Regions from separate parts of the Hordeum vulgare genome. Here region 2 is linked to region 1. The links are chromatin contacts, called in public Hi-C maps. All regions are on one chromosome and are shown on one strand. Each heading gives the region's core, a stretch centred on a gene start, on an enhancer-like site or on the middle of the called end of the contact. The rest is flanking DNA. Distances are from core to core; before and after follow the strand shown. Region 1 has its middle 48 kb from the start of LOC123399477. Region 2 holds the start of LOC123399478.

What was found. A called contact is a pair of places that touch in the nucleus more often than the background predicts.
Region 2: a Hi-C map of seedling shows a contact between it and region 1, with 4 times the contacts expected there. The contact joins the promoter of LOC123399478 here to the enhancer-like site in region 1. A contact is called at or near these places in 4 of 6 Hi-C or Micro-C datasets (leaf and seedling) and 1 of 1 datasets of contacts at active chromatin or transcription factors (embryo).

Annotation. Positions count from the first base shown.
Region 1 is chr5H:480,127,561-480,132,707 of MorexV3_pseudomolecules_assembly, reverse strand. No RefSeq gene overlaps it. Among protein-coding and RNA genes, the nearest start is that of LOC123399477, 48 kb to the right of the region's middle. Within about 2 kb of position 1,332, at least 3 of the 3 cell types and tissues checked have open chromatin away from gene starts, as enhancers often do. A contact at or near this core is called in leaf and seedling, where this site is marked.
Region 2 is chr5H:480,245,377-480,250,744 of MorexV3_pseudomolecules_assembly, reverse strand. LOC123399478 reads right to left here and starts at 2,449. Exons shown (of 9, transcript XM_045093890.1): 1 at 2,200-2,449; 2 at 1-2,012. The coding sequence starts at 1,982.

The DNA of each region.
Region 1 (5,147 bases), core at 83-2,582:
TATGAAATTTTGTGACATCAAACATTGATGTTGTGTCAACATGCTAGATTTTTTCAGATTTTCTAAAACATTTTAACATATGCTACGACAACGGGTGCACTCATACCACATCAAGCACAAGTGCACCGCATACAATCCCAGATCCCATGAGGGTTTTTCTTTTCACCCGTTTCTCTTTTTGTTATCTTTTTTTATTTTTCGCTTTTATCAAAATTCATGAACTTTTCACAACATTCGCATAAATTTACAATTTTTTGTGAAGTTTTTATTTTGAAATCTTTTATTTGTTTTCTCACAATCATAAATCTTCCAAAATTTCTTGATTTTTGTAAATCGTCATTATCCAAATTGTTTAACTTTCCAAAGTAATGTAGAGGAATAAATAAATTTGCAAAAAGTAAGAAAATGATAACCTTTTTCCATTTCTTCATATTTCAATGAAAAATTCATTTTCTTTGATTTTGTATGAACTCTTTTTTAAGAAAATCAATGGTCAACATGGGAAATGGTCGCTGGTGGAACGATCAACGATGAACAATACCAGGTCCACCAGTAAACCAAACTTAAAAAAATAACCTCAACAGGGCCAACCCATATACTGCATGTGCGACTCCTAACTCGCGCCAAAGGCACCAAGTAGGAGCGGAGCCCCTATTTGACGCGGTGCGCGCCAGGAAATGGCCGTGCGCACACTCCTCGCTCCATATACGCCCTTCTGGGCGGTGGGCGCGAGGTTCCGCATTGTTTTTTTCGCGATTTCGATAACAATTCTGACTTTCAAAATCGTTGACAGGTTAATGAAATATATTTTGATACTATATAATTTGATCATTTCTTAATAATGATGAACATTTATTGGTATTTGATGAACTAATTTTCTATTTAATGAACATTTTGTGAACTTGACAAATAAAATTTGCATTCAAGAACATTTTCTAAAAACAATGATGAACCAATTTCATACTTTCTGAAAGTATGAACAAATTTAAAATTTTATGAACATTATTTTTATTAAACGCACACTATTTGATGTTCGATGAACATTTTCTAATTCACGATTAACAAAAAATGAACTTGATGAACATTTATTGAATTCGATGAAGAAGAAAATGTTCGCGAATTGAAAAAGTAAAGTCTCAAAAAAACAAGAAGAAGTGAATAATAAAAGGGAGGACAAAAAAGTAAATCAGGAAAGAAAATAAAAAGACAAAAGAGAAAGAAAAAAATGAAATAAAAAAAAACACTTCAAAAGGGCCGGCCCATACGGCATCCAGCGCGAGCGGGTATACGCGCCGTTGCTTTGCGGCACCCTACTCGTGTAATAGGATTAAAATCCTAAAGGACGCTCACTGCGTATAATGTAGACCATTGACATCGCAGGATACGCGAGCGAGCGATGCACTGGGCCAGCCCATTATCAAGCGTTCCAATTTATCTCTATTGTTTTATCTTTTTTGACCCTAAAAAAGTATGTACTTTTTTTTTTGCTTTTGGGAACATTCTAGAGGGTTCCTCAACTGGTCTTTTGTCCCTCCCGTGGTAGCAGGGTCCATAAAAAATCTAAAAGATATTAAGGCCTCTTTTTAATAGACAACGTGGACAAAGAATTAACACATGGTGAATACATGAACTCCTCATATTATAGTCATCACGGGAGACGATCCCAATTATCATCACTTTAGGATTTACGGATCATAACACATAATAGGTACACATAACTTGCAAGATAGGATTCAAAACACTCTCATATTCATACAACAATAATAGGAATATATCTGAAATCATGGCACTCAGGCCCTAGTGACAAGCATTAAGCATATCAAAGTCATAGCAACATCAATCTCATAACATGGTGTATACTAGGAATCAAACCCTAACAAATTGACTCGATTAGATGATAAATCTCATCCAACTCCATCACCTTCCAGCAAACCTATGAAGGAATTACTCACTCCGGGCGGTGATCATCATGGGATTATTGATGGAGAAGGGTTGATGATGATGATGATGGCAACGAACCCCCTCTCTAGAGCCCCGATCGGACTCCAGAATCGCCCTCCCGATGAAGAACACGAGGTGGCGGCGGCTCTGTATCATAAAAATGATGAAAACTTCTATTTTTTCTCAGGAAAATATAATATATAAGGTTGGAATTAGGTCAGATGACCTCCTGAGGGGCCCTCGGGGTGGGCGCACCCTATTGTCTTGTGACCAATAGGTGGCACCCTCCCTGGACTTCATTCAAGTAACTTTTTTATTTATACAATAAAAATGGCCGCAAAGTTTAGTCCGATTTTGAGAACTTTTATTTCTGCACAAAAACAAACCATGGTAGTTATGCTGAAAGTAATGTCCGATCGGGTTACTTTCATTCGAATCATGCAAATTATAGTTTAAAAAAGAGCAAAAGTGTTTGCAAAAGTAGATGCGATGGAGACGTATCAACTCCCCAAGATTAAATCATTGCTTATCCTCAAGCAATCGAGTTGATAACCTGAAAGTGAGAAGGAAAAACTTTTACAAACTCTTTTGTTGTTGTTATTTTATATATACTTAACTAGTAACTAGTTTTTCAGCAAGATCATGAACTAACCATATAAACTATAACACTTAAAGCTCACATTTACTCATATCAATAACATAATCAACTAGCAAGCAATAATAAGATATCTCAAATAACAAAATTATAAAAATAATCATGATCTAATATGATAAAATGGTATCTTGTTGGCCCTTTCTCGGACCGCAAAACATAAATGCACACTTCCAACATTAACTAATGGTAGAAAAAATTCGGTCGTGCTCACTTCCAACATTAACTAGACTCAATGCATAAAAATGACAACAATATTCTGAGGATTGGTGCTTTTAAGCGAGAAAATGATGACTCAAATAATAAAAAGAAAATAACATGAAAGTAAAAGAATGCTCCTTCGCAGAAGGAAACTGCGATTTATAGAGGTGCGAGATCTTAAAGCTTCAAATAGAGATGAACATATATTGTGGGTGGTGTGTTTTTTTGGTCAACGTCATGACAAAGGATTTCAAGATCTTTCATGCTAAAAAATTAATAGCGGTTCCCAAGGAGAATGAAAATTTTACTTCCCCTCCATCATTCAAACACATTCCATGGCTAACAAAATCCTCACGTGCCCTCCAAACAATCAATGTTACACGGGGAGTTCTTGTTTATTTATTTTTGAATTATGCAGGAATGTTCATCCTTTTTACGAGCCTTTCTCAGGCAGGACAAGTGAATAAACTCTCCTCATGAGAATAATCCACTTAGCATGGAGGATATTGACCGCCTCGTCGCTCAGTGAGCGGTGAATGCACATAAAACAGATGTTTGTATGAACGTTTAAAGTTGACACATGTAAATTTACTTGGAACTTCGTTGTAATACTGTATATAGGTAGATATGGTTGAATCTCTAGAATAACTTTGGGGTTTCATAGATTTGGATGCATAGGTAGTATTTTCGCTTAGTATAGACGAATACTAGAAAATAGGTCGAGAAGCGACCAAGTAGAGAGCGAAAATTGGCATAATCATGCATCAAGAATATTTAAGATTGGCTACGAGCATGAGTAGGACATGAACACTCTGGACATACACATCATAAAGAGTGCACTGGTTTTGAATCAACTACATGTGTGAACATGTACTAAGTCAAGTCATTTGAATTCTTCAGAAGAGGATACCATCCTATCATACAACACCACAATCATTTTAATGCATGTTGACATTCAAGTTAAATCATTATACACTCCTAGCTACTTAAGCATGTAACGAGCAACTATAGTCTCTAATTATCACACAAACATGTTCACTCATGATAAACAGAATCAGGGTGACTGAGTTAAACATATTTACAAAAGAAAAACACAAATAGTTCATACCGGCTTTTCATTGCTATGGTCACTGACACGTCTCCAACGTATCTATAATTTTTGATGGTTTCATGCTATTATCTTGTCAAACTTTGGATGTTTTGCATGTCTTTTATATACTTTTTGGGACTAACTTATTAACTCAGTGTCAAGTGCCAATTCCTGTTTTTTTCATGTTTTTTACCCCTTTCAGAGGAGGTTTTGAAACGGAGTCCAAACGGAAGAAAATCCCCGAAAAGATTTTTTCTAGAACGAAAGAAGATCGGAAAGCTTGGGAGAAGGCAGGGGGCCTAAGGTGCCCCACAAGCCCCCACCCCGCGGCCAGGGGGGAGGCCGCGCCATCCAGGCTTGTGGGCCCCCTAGACGCCCTTTGCCCTAGGTCTTTCGCCTATATATTCCCATAAATTTCAGAAAAAATCAAGAGATCATCGAAAGTGCTTTTCCGCCGCCGCAAGCTTCTGTCTCCGCAAGATCCCATCTGGGGCATGTTCTGGTGCCCTGCCGGAAGGGGGATTCGGACACGGAGGGCTTCTTCATCAACACCATGACCTCTTCGATGATGCGTGAGTAGTTCACCATACACCTACGGGTCCATAGCTAGTAACTAGATGGCTTCTTCTCTCTCTTGGATCTTCAATACAAAGTTCTCCATGATCTTCATGGAGATCTATCCGATGTAATCTTCTTTTGCGGTGTGTTTGTCGAGATCCGATGAATTGTGGATTTATGATCAGATTATCTATGAATCTTATTTGAGTTTCTTCTGATCTCTCTTATGCATGATTTCATATCCTTGTAATTCTCTTTAAGTTGTGGGTTTTGTTTGGCCAACTAGATCTATGATTCTTGCAATAGGAGAAGTGCTTTGTTTTGGGTTCATACCGTGCGGTGACCTCACCCAGTGACAGAAGGGGTAGCGAGGCATGCATCGTGTTGTTGCCATCAAGGGTAAAAAGATGGGGTTTTCATCATTGGTTTGAGATTATCCCTCTACATCATGTCATCTTGCTTAAGGCGTTACTCTATTCGTCATGAACTCAACACACTAGATGCATGATGGATAGCGGTCGATGTGTGGAGTAATAGTAGTAGATGCAGAAAGTATCGGTCTACTTGTCTCGGACGTGATGCCTATATGTATGATCATTGCCTTAGATATCGTCATGACTTTGCGCGGTTCTATCAATTGCTCGACAGTAATTTGTTTACCCACCGTGATATTTGCTATTATGAGAGAAGCCTCTAGTGAACAGT
Region 2 (5,368 bases), core at 1,200-3,699, 120 kb before region 1:
TCTCCTGTATCATGTCTGAGTTCAGCGTCATCTGCCACAGCAGTTCCATGTTCCACGGAAACACCAGATATAACTTCATCGATAGCGGTGCTAGATATTTCATCAGAATTACGCTCCTCCGCTTGTACATGATCACAAATTTCCAACTCAGTATCCGGTTGCACGTACTTGTTATCAATGAAATCAATGGACCTTGGCTCATTATGGAAAGTAGATGCTTCAGCCACATGCAACGCAACGTCTTCAACAACCTCCATCTCTTTACCTGGTTCTGCCTCTACCACAACATTGTCACTTTTATCAGCTGCAGCTGCACCAGTGCCAGGTAATTCCAACTGCTCGTGCATTCCAGTCTGTACAGAAGAACAGTCATTCTGGGCTAAAAGTGCATCCTCAGGGGAAACTTCTTTGTTTACCTCCTCCTTGACTTGGTTAGACGAATTCACAGGCAATGGTACACTCCTGTCTTCAGATGCCGAGTTGAGATCTTGTGTTTGAATGATATCTGTTCTATTCATTTCCAACATGGCAACCTTTACATCAGAAACTGCCGTGTTTCCATCACCCGTAGCATCTTCTACCTGGAGTATGTGATCCCCCTTAGGTTCAACAACTGGATCTTCTGAATTTGCTGACTGAAGTATGACAGAAGGGACATCATCCTTGACGGATTCATTATCTTGCACAATTTGTTCGCTTATTCCCTCCTTCACAACTTCAGCAGGAATGGCCTCATTTGTTCCCTCCTTTGCAGGAGGTTTTGCTTCCTCGTCAGATGAGAGGACAACAGCCGTGCGGCCATCATGCAAGTCCCCCTCACCATCCTTTCCTACTATGTCTTCCACTTCAACAACACCAGAGGCAACTTCGCTCTGTCCCTCAAGCTCCAAAGAAGTGTCAGCAGTGTCCTTGGCACAGCCAAGGACGTTTGCGACAACTTCCTCTTCTGAAGGTCCTTTAGAAGTCGCTTCACAGTCGCTTCCATCCAATACTTCAGGCTCAGTAGTCAGTGCTTCTATTTGCAGCCCTTTGCTCCCATCAGCATCAATCCCAGGAGCAGATGTGCAAGAATCAGCAATCTGGTCGACATGGTCATGCACGTTGCTCCCATCCTGCTCCACCAGCTCTGTGATTGCAGCATGGTCATGGTTGCCCTCGTCGGCGTTAATCACGGGATCAGTAGTCACACTTGTGTCAGCATCATGCTGTCCAGTCACCCCCAAAACAGCTGATCCATCTGTACCTGGCTTCATGATCTCAGCAACAACCTCTTCTCCTTTGCTCTGCTCGACGCTGCCCTCAGACTCCAAGACAACGGAAACAGACTCAGCATGTCTGGGGGGCTCATCTGAACCACTGGTCTCTGCTGGAGCATTCTCTCCATCCTGCTGTTCTTCAGGAGCAACAACCTCAGTGGCAGCACTTTTCTCACTTTCTCCATCCTTGGCATTAAGCACAGATTCCACCGCAGGTGGAGCAGAATCATCTTCAGCCTCAGCATGGTCGATCCTAAGTTCTGCTGGAGCATCTTGACCATCAAGCTCTCCAGCGGCAGCAGTTCCCTGCTCCCCCAGTCCAGCTTCAGAATTGTGGCTTGCCTCCCCTTGGACTTGGACCACACCATCGTCCTCAGACTTGTCCACCACCGCGGGGCTAGCATGCCCGTTGGAAGACGGAAGGCCAACGGCGCCGTCCAGAGCGGCCAATTCCCCACCGGCGGTGGGGTGATCTCCGCCGGCGTCAGCAGCCGGGGCTGCATTGGCCCGGGGCAGATCCTCCTCCTCCGAGCGGGAATCCGCCTCGGCCACGGCGCCCACGTCCGAGCCGGGGTCGGAGTGGCCGTCGGAGTCGCCGTTGACGATCACGAAGGGGCCGCCGACCCCCTCGCGCTCCTCCCCCGTGGGGGAGACCACCTTGGTGGCCGCCAATTCCGCCTTGGGCGCCTCGCCGGCGCCGCTGCGCGCCGTCCCCTCGGCCGTCATTGCCGCACAACTGCGGATCACGCCCCGATCCTGCACGCCACAGCCAAAAAAAAAAACAGCACCCATCCCGTCAGCCCCCGCCTCGCCCGGATCACAGATCAAACACGCAATCCGCCAGCGACGAACGAACCCAGCACGAAAACGAGGCCCTCGCCGCGCATAGATTGACAAAACCAACAAAAACATAAGAGAAGATCTCGAGGCAGGGAGCACTTACAACTCAGGCCGCGGATCCGGGCAGCTCCTCTCCCCCGCCGTCCTCCCCTCTCCGCTCCTGGCGCGTCGACGGGACGGGACGGGAAGCGAGATCGATCGGCGAGACGGATCTGCGTCTACCTCTGTCCCGCGGCGTCGGCTTCCGTCGTGGTGTTGTGTTTCTGTTGCGCGCTTTGGGTTGGGTTTTGGCGTGATTTATTCCGAGGGCTCCCCTGCTCAGATCTCTCTGCGCCTCCTGCCTCTCTCTTCCTGCGGGCGCTGGCCGCGGCTACTTGTAGTGGAGGGAGGGGGAGGCGTGGTGCGGCCTGCCTGCACCCAGCCGAAAAGCAGTTCGGATATGGACCCGATCCGCAAACAAACTGCCTCCCCTACGGGTCTTTTTTATTTTTATTTTTATCTGCTCCTCTTTGTTGGGTTGGAAACAAACTCTGTATGTACTCCTCTCGCGATTTCGTGTGGCCTGCGAGGTCCTGCTTGTAAAAGGCTTTGCAGGAGGCCCCGGTGTAAATGTGCACTCTTTCAGGTGTGTTTCCAGGAGCCTAATTGTAGTTGTAACCGTGTTGCCGGATAGGGCAAGGTGATCATACACCATCCAAGGCGTGATGAGGTTCTATGGGTAGATGGTTGTGAGATTATACTTGGAATGGATTTGAATTTTTGCTTTAAACTACAACCGTTGGTTAAGCGCGCGAATCCAATCAACGGTTGCTCTTGAGTTTGAAAAAAGGTGGCAAACGCCCGCCATGCAGTCACGTGCGTCGTCTATTCTTTTCCCGCGTCGTCCGCTCGTTTCCTCTTTCAGCTTGTGTGATAGCCCATGTCGGTCCTAGGTATTTTGGACTTCATCGGTGTTCTTAAAAGTTATTTTCTTCTATGTTATCATATAGAATGAGACGATACGCATCTAGCCTATGTTGATATTTTTTAAAGAGGTGATCGATTTGTAAAACGATGTCCGTTGGTTAAGCGTGCGAATCTAATCAACGGTTACTCTTGAGTTTGAAAATTGGTGGCAAGCATCCGTCATGAAGTCCCGCGTTTCTCCTATTCTTTTCCCGCGTCGTCCACTCATTTTCATTCTTGGCTTGTGTGATAACCCGTGTCGGTCCTGGATATTTCGGACTCCGTCAATTTTATTAGAAGTTAGTTTCCTTCTGTGTTATCATATGGAGTAAGACGATACGCACCTAGCCCATGTTGATAGTTTTTAAAAAGGTGATCGGTTTGTAAAACGATGACCATTGGTTAAGCACGGGAATCCAATCAACGGTTACTTTTGAGTTTGAAAAAAGGTGGCAAGCGTCCGTCATGAAGTCCCACACTTCTCCTATTCCTTTCCCGCGCCGTCCACTCATTTCCGTTTTCGTTTTGTGTGATAACCCATGTCGGTCTTGGGTATTTTGGACTCCATCAATGTTATTAGAAGTAAGTTTCCTTTCTGTGCTATCATATAGAGTAAGACGATACGCACCTAGCCCATGTTGATAGTTTTTAAAGAAGTGATCCGTTTGTAAAAAAATGATCGTTGGTTAAGCGCGGGAATCCAATCAACGGTTACTATTGAGTTTGAAAAAAGATGGCGAGTATCCACTATGAAGTCTCGCGCTTCTTCTATTCTTTTCCCGTGTCATCCACTCGTTTTCCGCTTTCGGCTTATGTGATAGCCCGTGTCGGTCCTAGGTATTTTTTGACTCCATCGGTGTTTTTAGAAGTTATTTTCCTTTTGTGTTATCATATACAGTAAGACAATACGCACTTAGCCCATGATGAAAGATTTTAAAGAGCTGGTCGGTTTGAAAAACGACGACCGTTGGTTAAGCGCGGGAATCCAATCAACGGTTACTCTTGAGTTTGGAAAAAGGTGGCAAGCGTACGACATGAAGTCTGGCGCTTCTCCTATTCTTTTCCTCTGTCCTCCACTTGTTTCCGTTTTTTGAGTTGTGTGATAGCCCGTGTCGATGATAGGTATTTTGGACTCCATCGTTGTTCTTAGAAGTTATTTTCCTTTTGTGTTATCATATAGAGTAAGACCATACATACATAGCCCATGATGAAAGCTTTTAAATAGGTCATCGGTTTAAAAAAGATGATCGTTGGTTAAGCGCGGGAATCCAATCCAATCAATGGTTAGTCTTGAGTTTGAAAAAACGTGGCAAGCGTCCGCCATGAAGTCTCTCGCTTCTCCTATTCTTTCCCCGCACCGTCCACTCATTTCCGCTTTTTGGCTTGTGTGATAGCCCGTGTCAGTCCTAGGTATTTTGGACTCCATTGGTGTTCTTGAAAGTTATTTTCTTTTTGTGTTACCACATACAGAGTAAGACGATACGCACCTAGCCCATGATGAAAGCTTTTAAAGAGGTGGTCGGTTTGAAAAACGACGACCGTTGGTTAAGCGCGGGAATCCAATCAACGGTTACTCTTGAGTTTGAAAAAAGGTGGCAAGCGCCCGCCATGAAGTCCCGCGCTTCTCCTATTATTTTCCGGCGCCGTCCACTCATTTCCGTTTTCAGCTTGTGTGATAGCACGTGTGGGTCCTAGGTATTTTGGACTCCTTTGGTGTCCTTAGAAGTTATTTTCCTTTTGTGTTATCATATAGAGTAAGACCATATACATCTAGCCTGTGATGAAAACTCTTAAAGAGGTGGTCGGTTTGAAAAAGACGACCGTTGATTAAGTACCGGAATCCAATCAACGGTTACTCTTGAGTTTGAAAAAAGGCGGCAAGCGTCCGCCATGAAGTCCGACGCTTCTCCTATTATTTTCCCGCGTCGTCCACCCGTTTCTGCTTCCGACTTTTGTGATAGCCCATGTTGGTCCCAGGTATTTTGGACTTCATAGATATTCTTAGAAATTAATTCCTTCTGTGTTATCATATAGAGTAAGACATTACATCCACATCCCATGATGAAAGCTTTTAAAGAGGTGGTCAGTTTGAAAAACGTTGACCGTTGGTTAAACGCGGGAATCCAATCAACTGATATCTTGAATTTAAAATATCACAAACGCATGCCACGTCGTTGCACCCCCCCCCCCCCAACACCGTTTCCCGCGCATGCCCCTAATTTCCTCTTTCTGTCTTCTTTTTATCATATGTCATTGTTACGTATTTCGACCGAGAGGTGTTCTTAGAAGGCCATTTTGCATTTTCAGATACAGTAAGATGGTACATC